Regions from separate parts of the Mus musculus genome. Here all the other regions are linked to region 2. Evidence: chromatin contacts called from public promoter capture Hi-C data. All regions are on one chromosome and are shown on one strand. Each heading gives the region's core, a stretch centred on a gene start, on an enhancer-like site or on the middle of the called end of the contact. The rest is flanking DNA. Distances are from core to core; before and after follow the strand shown.

Region 1 (2,700 bases), core at 33-2,532, about 22 Mb before region 2:
GTAAGCCTACTTGTTCAGGGATGACAGGGAGATGCCATGGATAGAGGGGGGTGTCTGACAGAATCAGCCTGCCTGAGCCTTAAAAGCAGGGAAGGAACTGGCAGTATGAACTCCTATAGGTAACACTACCGATGGCTTCTCCCAAGGAAAGAAGCCACTTCCCAGGGATCTCTCTCCCTCAACCAACTCCACTCCAGCACCCATTTTAAGCAGCCACAGGACCAGAGCAGGCAGTGACCATAGACCAAAAAGAACATTGGGGAGATTTTCCTTTGTGTTTCTTCAATGATCCATCAAACACTTTAAAGACAAGAAGTCGCCGGGCAGTGGTGACGCATGCCTTTAATCCCAGCACTTGGGAGGTAGAGGCAGGCAGATTTCTGAGTTCGAGGCCAGGCTGGTCTACACTATACAGAGAAACCCTGACTTGAAAAACAAAACAAAAGAAAGATAAGAAGTCCACATAGGTTGGGAGCTGGAAAGAGCAGGTGATGGTAGGGTGAAGACTCTGTACAGGGAAGGGCCGACATACACACACGGTACTGAGCCAGAAGGGTTTGTATACTCGAGTCCTGGACATCCTCCACGAAGGAAACTGAAACTCCAGTATCATGCAGACTCAAGACCACGTCCATGAGGCAACTGAGATGTCAGCTGCCCTCAGACCATAGACGGGTGTCTTCAGCAGTCAGTGAGGAGGCCAGGCGGCACAGCCCGGAAGTTACAGGCTCTGGTGGAACATGGATGGATACCTGCCCAGAAGAACCCCAGGGCTGAGGGAACACCCCGGAGCAAGTGACCACAACAGGCCCGCACCCTGAGTCTGCAGCCCATAATGAACATTCGCTGAAGGGTGCCCTGTACACCGAGTCCTGGACGGGAGAACAGGACACAGGTTCCGTGCACCTACCGACCTTGCCGTGTTTAGCCACGCCAAACCTACAACAGACAGAAGACTCTAGGACTCAGGGGAGCGCCGGGGCAAGCCACATATCGCTAGCCGATCGAAGGGCTCAGAGGAGCCTCATTTGCATGCAGGCGCGCCGCAACCAATGGACAGGGACCGCGGAACTATATTTGCATATGGGCGCGCCGCGGCCAATGGGCGGGAGCGACGGGGTGGTATTTGCATACAGGCGCGCCGCAACCAATAGACAGGAACCGCGGAACTATATTTACATATGGGCGCGCCGCGGCCAATGGGCGGGAGTGACGGGGTGGTATTTGCATGCAAGCGCGCCGCGGCCAATGGGCAGCTGCGCGGCGGCGCGGCGCGGCGGCGCACTCGAGCATGGCCGCGGCTGCGGCGGGAGGAGCCCCGGGTCCGGCCCCCGGCCCCTCCAGGCCCGCGCCGGCCGCCCGGAACCCGCCGGCCGTGCCGCGGAGGCGCGGGGACTCCCGGCGCCGTCAGGCCGCCCTCTTCTTTCTCAACAACATCTCCCTGGACGGACGGCCCCCGAGCCTGGGTCCCGGAGGCGAGAAGCCAGCGCCGCCGCCGCCACCGCCCACCGAGGCCCGCGAGGCGCCCGCGCCGCCGCCCGCTCCACCTGGAGGCCTCCCGGGGCTGCCAGCCAGGCCCGCGCCCCAGGGCCTGCTCAGCCCCACGACGGCGCCCGCCGGCCTTGGCCTGGACGGGCAGCGCCAAAGGTGAGTGGGCTGGACGGGGGCGGCTGCACGCTGGGGTCAGGGTGGTGGCCTAGAGGCCTAACCAGCACTCCGGCTGTGTGACCTATGGCCTTGGCAGCCCGGGGCACCGGTGGTGGTGAGCCAGGTCCCTCCTCCCAGGTTGTGGGGTAGTTGACCTATGGGTTCGGGTAAGCCACAAGCTCGGCAGACCTGGACATGGTTGGGATGAGGTGGGTCCATTCACCCCGCACACAGGTATGGTCACCTGGTACCCATCAACTTAACACTCAGAGGTCTGGGTGAACCGGAATGGTCAGCCCAGGACACAGGGTCAAGATGACCAGCCCAAGATCAAGGTGTCGGGTAATTAGGGAAGAGGGTTCTTCAGCCCATAATGCAGGAGCCAGGGTGGTCCAGGGATCCTTCATTCTGGTACTTGAGGGCCCATCACCGCAGCGTGCAAGAGTCAGAGAGGCTCGCAGTCCCGTCTGTCCTTGACTGGGACTGAGGTGATGTGGCAGCATCAGTCCAGAATACAGGAGATGAGTTTGGGATTAACTGAAGCTGGTCAGCCTCCAGAGGGAAGGGATAGTCCCACTAAAACTGTCAACTTCTGGATATGGGGTCAGCTCTTTACCTTGAAAGTCCCACTAAAGCTGTCAGCTCCTGGATATGGGGTCAGCTCTTTACCTTGAAAGTCCCCTGAATATGGATTTCGGAGTTCCCTTGGTCTAATTGACTCTAGACACATCCCTCCCCTGGCTACCCTACACAGAGACTCACAAACACTTTTTACAGGCTGTGTGCCCAACTCAGCTTGTGGGCCAGGGTCTTACCTACCTGGTCTCATCTCTACTCGGCCTTATACACCTGACCACCTCCCTGCCCTCTGTCCCACACCTGCTGGACTCAGGGTCTGCAACATGTAACTGTTCTGCCTCCCCTGCCTGGATCCTAGGATCCTTCATCCTAGCCCAGGACAGCTCTTATTCCTCACTACTCCCCCATTCCCTGGCTATGCTTACTTCCCAGATGGCCGTAGCTACCAGCACCATGTGGGTCTCAGCCTGCTCA
Region 2 (2,700 bases), core at 9-2,508:
AGTTCCAGGTAAGCCTGGGTTACAGTGACCTTGTCTTGCAGAGAGGAAAACAAAAAACAAAAGACAAAAACAGAACGCAAACTTGCTCCTAGACTTGGTGATGTCAACCTGATCCGCACCCTAACATATAGCGGTGCCAGGCCTACTAAGTCTTGACATGGTCTGAGGCTTTGCCCGTCATGTTCCAGGCAGTCAAAAGGTCTGGGAATGGAGCAGTGTTCACCAGCATGCAAACTTGTAGCCACACCCTCCCAAGTGGAGCCCTTTCTCCCTGATCTATGGCAGGCCAGACTCTATACTCCACCCCAGGCCAATCGGGCAGTCTGACACTAGCTAAGATAAAAACCCATTGTAACCAGTGGCTTATCTAAAGCACAAATATTTGCATTTTGGATCAATGCTACTTGGAACAGTCCCAGGCACTGTGGGTTAAAAATATCTCCCACCAGACTCACTCACAGAAGTGAAAGAGATAAACCGACTGCTCGAATTTATCTGTCTACAACATTAAGAAGCGTGGAAAAGTGGTAATTACAGATCTCCCCATGGTCTCCGGGTATCATCTTTTGGGTAAAACTAAGCTTTTACTTAGCTCCTGAAAGTGAGACCTAATGTCAGCTGACGTCCCTGGAATTCTGCAATCCACTTTGGTTTGAACTAACAGTCGCTCTGTTCCAGGGGTACCAATAACAGAAGTTGGAACTACGACATGACTCAATTTTCAGAAGGCCGATGCTCCTCCCCTACCCGCTGCCAGGGGGCCGCTCACCTCTCGGGCGGAGCGCAACTGCTGGCGCAGCGCATCCTTGCAGCCATACGGGCCTCCGGCGCCCGCGCCGCGGGGCTGGAAATGAGCCTCGACACGCGTGGCACCGCGGTAGGCACCCTGGTAGAAGGAAGGCCAGCCGAGCTCCAACGCCGGCGGTTCCAGGTCCGACTGCTCCGGAAAGTAGGTGCCCGACGAGCATTCGTGAGAGGAGCCGAACGAGTCCTCCGCTACCGCCGCCCCATCCTCGCCCGGCCGCTCGGCAGCGCCCAGAACCTCGCGCACCTCGTCGGCGTTGAGGAAGCGGCCCAGCCGCTCACGCCGTAAGAAGGCGGCCCAGGCGTCGGGACCACCGGCCAGCAGCTGCTCGAGAGCCAGACGCCGCGCCTCGCTGAACAGCTCCGTGGGGTTGGGCGGTCCGCACGGAGACAGGCAGGCCGCGGGAAGGTCGTCCAACAGCTCGAAGCGAGCAGCCATGGCAGTGCCCAGAACCGATCCACTTGTCTACGGTGGTAGTCTGAGTTTTTATAGGCATCTTTGAATCAAACCAGCCCGCTCTATTGGCTCGCCGCCCCGCCCCAGCAATCCCATTGGCTGGATGTCTCCCATGCGTACCAAAGGCTCTGCCCCCTCATTGCTATTGGTTGCTCCTGAGACAGAACCCGCCCACCCTCTGCTCTCACTGCCTGATGGCTGAGCGGAATTTAAATCTGACTTTACCCCGCCCTAGCGGCTCCAGAACCCTGCCAACCCGGGACATAGCCCCGCACTGTCCGAGCACGCCCCCTGCCGAGTGCCCTATAACATGGTGCTTCAAGGACTCGGACTAGGGGTAGGACTTGCTCCTGGACATGCTTATTTTGGTGTGATCAGCCTCATTGCCACTCCACCCTGCATCTAATCATTAACTTATCAATACAGAGAGCAAGTGAGAAGGAGAGAAGGACAGAGGGACGGAGGGAGGGGGAGGGAGAAGGAAGGGAAAAGATGGGGAGGAAGAGAGACAAAGAGACAGAGATAGAGCCTGGAGTGGTGGTTCATCAGTTAAGAGCACTTCCAGAGGATCTGGGTTTAGCACTGTCTCCCCTGGCAACCTCTAACCACCTATAATGCTTCCAGGGAATCTGATGATGCCCTTTCTGGTATCCACGGACACTGTATGCATACGTAGCACACAAACATACACATTAAATAAAAATAAATAAATGTCTTTTTTTCTCAGTGGTGCAGAGCTGGGGGTGGTGGCACACTCCCAGCACATGGGAGGTTAGGGTAGGAGAATCTGGAGTTCGAAGCCATCTTATTCTGTGTCAATCCTAAGAGAGGTCACAGAAGACCTTGCAAACATACACATATATATCTATATACATATACACATACATATATGCTCATACATATACATCTATATACTAATCCACTGTGGTATCTACTTCTTCGCTTAAAGGTCTCTCTCACTCTCTCTCTCTCTCCCTTTCTCATATCTTGTAGCGAAGGATGACCTTGGCTTTCTAACCCCCTGCCTCTACCTCTGTAAACTTAAAACAAACCAGTACTGCTGTGAGGATCTCCTCCCTCTCTTCATCCTTCCCTGGTTCCAGCCTTCTCAGGGAAGTTATTCAAGCCCAAAGGCAAGAGCTTCCTGTGTCCCCACTCTGGCATCCAGGATGCAGAAGACTACCTTCCTCTATCAAATCGAACCAGCTCTTGCATGTAATAAGGACAGGGGCCAGGCCTGAGGCTGTACAGTCACACAGTGTCTTTGCCTCTGTTTCCTGGGTTAAAAGCAAGGATAATCAGAGATCATAATCTATGATCCCATTGAATGACGTAGAGCATTGCTCTCCACTATAAGCTAAAGGAAAAAGCCCAGAGAGGAACATGGGAAGGCCCAGGACAAGTCAGTGGAACAGAGGAAGGGAGCACCCTGGTAACAT
Region 3 (2,700 bases), core at 97-2,596, about 21 Mb before region 2:
AATAATCTCCCCTGCTAACTAGGACTTGCCAACAGTGATAACCATTATGTTCCTAAGGAGGATAGCAAGGGTGATCTGGGAAACAGGCGACAAGCGAAGAAAATCCCCACAAGCCTCTGAGGGAGTAGAGAGGCCAATTTCCTTTGGGAACTAACTGGCTCAAAAGAATTCAAGAATTCTGTAAAAGGAACCAGAATTAGGAAAAGCCATCGCGTAAGAAAGATGCCTGGAACCGCGAAGGCAAACAGTAAGAAGCTAAAGTGTCCAAGCCAAAACTTAAAGCTTCCTTTTGTTAAAGACGTCCACACACCCACGCAAACGCCTTCTCTGAGAAACTGGCCCAAACTAAAGGATGAAACTGAGAGACTGCAGGACAAACCTGCGGTGTCTGAAGCCAGGGTGCAGAAGGCGAGGCTCGCGGATACCCAGTGGCCCGAGCGGGGGCGGGGCTGCGCTAGCCTCAAGTCCGCCGCGTGCAGCAAGCTCTGGACAGCGGTGCGGGCTCTGGAAATGGCACGCACACTTTGGATGCGTTCCTTTGTGCAGGGCACCGCAGTACCTCACAAGAGCGGCCAGCTCGCCGCAGCGGCGCGCCTCCAGGCTGCCTGCTCCCCCTTCTCCACTCGCCAAGCATCGCGCAAAGGCGCGCGACCGTCGCTACCACGGCTGTCAGCAGAGCGCGACAAGCCCCCGCCCCGGCTGGAGGGGCCGCGGGCCCTGGCGTCTCGCTCTGTTGCGTCTGCTGCCTGGGGCGCTCTGGGAGAAGAACGCGCAACGCGCTCCGGGGTCCCCACCCCCTGCGGCCGCCGGGCCCCCGCTGCCAGTGCCTCCAGCAAAGTTGGCGCAGGCTTTCCTGGGGGCGCGGGGAGCCGCCGTCAGGGCTCCGTGCGGCGGGCTGTGCCCCGGCTTTGTTCGTGCCCCGCGCCCACCCGCACTCTGTACCCCCTCGGCCATGCCCACCTTCTGGATGGTCTGCTGAGTGACCTCCCCTTTGCCTCTCGGCCGCGCCGACGCGAAGGCCACGGACATGGTGGTGGCGCGGACTCAGCCCGTGATCATTGGGGTTTATTCTCCGGCTGCGCCCCGCGGCCCGAGGTGCCCATTCTCCGCAGAGCGGGGGCGGGGACACGGGGGGCGCGGTGCCGTGGGCTCGCCCGCCTGCCTGTCGCCAATGCGCGCTCGAGTCCCCCGCGTCCCCACGCCTTACGCGACTGCCTCCCAGGTCAGGATACCGCGCGGAGGCCCCCTGCACCCGGCCTGCGCTCTTCGTCCAGCCGGTAGCCGGTACACCGCCCCCTGTGCTGAGCTTCGGTGGTTCCGCCCGCCCTGCCCCGCCCCGCCGTGCCGCACGTCCCCCTGACGCCAGACGCCAGCAGCGTGGCCCGGGAGGGCGGGGCGCTGACGGTGAGTGTGCGCTTTTGAGCGGCGGCGGCCCGAGCTAGTGCGTCCGCAGTGATGAGCTACGACCGCGCCATCACCGTCTTCTCGCCCGACGGCCACCTCTTCCAAGTGGAGTACGCGCAGGAGGCGGTCAAAAAGGGCTCCACCGCGGTGAGCCGGCCCGGGGCCTGAGCGACGGGGTGCAAAAGGAAGCGGGGCACGCAGACCTGGGCGCGGGGGCCGCGCTATCTGCTGGCGGCGGGTGGACCAGGAGGTGACGGGAGCTGAATGGTGACGACGTAGGAAGGGCACCAGGTCGCGGGGACCGCGCCGCGCTTCCCGGAGAGCCGGGCGATTTTTTCTGGCTTCCCCACTGCGGAGCATCTAGGCGAGCGCATCCCCGGGGCTGGGCCGGGGCCATCTTGGTGCTGTGCGCGCGGCGCGGACGGCGGAGGCCGCAGGTGCGCGCGGGCGGCGGGAGGCTGGCTGTAGCCGGCGCCGGCGGGGACTTGGGGATCTGCGAGCTAGGCCCAGGTGGGCGTTGTGAACAAAGGGCGATTCGTCGGCCCTGCGATGGTGACAGGCTGCTTCCGGGTCCGCATGCGCCACCGACGCCGTGTTCTGGTTCCGGTGGGCCCTTCTCACCGCGCCCCAGTTTTGTTCAGTCCTTAGCACTGTTTGGAAAAGGACTCCCCACACCTGTAAGCGCCAGCAGTGAGACAGTTTTAGTTTTGGTTTTTGTTTTTCCCGAGTCACCGGATCTTCCGGAACACACGTGGTTCCGAGTCTTGAAACGCTTACATTTCCCAGGTATTTTATCTCCTTGAAACTAAAACCCCAAAGCTTTTGGTGACCCAATCCACCCAAGAACTCTGGAATGACAGGGCTTGGAAGTGCAGGCCTGTATAATCCTGGCATTTAGAAGGTTGAGGCTCGAAAAATCTCACAAGTACAAAGCCAGCCTGGGCTTCTAAATCTAGAGACCCTAAAGACTTCTAAAACTATAAAGACTCTTTGTGGTTGTGTGTGTGCATTATTAATTTATTATTTTAAAAGTTATTTTTATGTGCGTTTGGCCGTTTGTCTATATGTATATATCTGTGTGAGAGTGTCAGATTCCCTGGAACTAGAGTTGCCATATGGGTGCTGGGAATTGAACCTGGGGTCCTGTGGAAGAGCAGCCGCTGAGCCATCACTCCAAACCCAAGAGATACAGCTAGTGAGAAACCGTCTAACAAAAGAAAAACCTGTGAGGCCAGTGAGGTGGCTCCCTGCACTGCACCTGGTGACATGCCTGGAATCCCAGTCTGGGAGGCAGAG

Evidence for each region. Promoter capture Hi-C pulls out the DNA fragments that hold promoters and counts their contacts.
Region 1: a promoter capture Hi-C map of pre-B cells shows a contact between it and region 2. The contact joins the promoter of Cables2 here to the promoter of Fam83d in region 2.
Region 3: a promoter capture Hi-C map of pre-B cells shows a contact between it and region 2. The contact joins the promoter of Ss18l1 here to the promoter of Fam83d in region 2.

Annotation. Positions count from the first base shown.
Region 1 is chr2:180,272,047-180,274,746 of GRCm38.p6, reverse strand. It overlaps Cables2 (CDK5 and Abl enzyme substrate 2), which reads left to right and starts at 1,282. Exons shown (of 10, transcript NM_145851.2): 1 at 1,282-1,647. The coding sequence starts at 1,292.
Region 2 is chr2:158,766,657-158,769,356 of GRCm38.p6, reverse strand. It overlaps Fam83d (family with sequence similarity 83, member D), which reads right to left and starts at 1,258. Exons shown (of 4, transcript NM_027975.2): 1 at 770-1,258. The coding sequence starts at 1,243.
Region 3 is chr2:180,041,129-180,043,828 of GRCm38.p6, reverse strand. Ss18l1 (SS18, nBAF chromatin remodeling complex subunit like 1) reads right to left here and starts at 1,346. Exons shown (of 11, transcript NM_178750.5): 1 at 961-1,346. The coding sequence starts at 1,029. It overlaps Psma7 (proteasome subunit alpha 7), which reads left to right and starts at 1,365. Exons shown (of 7, transcript NM_011969.2): 1 at 1,365-1,551. The coding sequence starts at 1,456.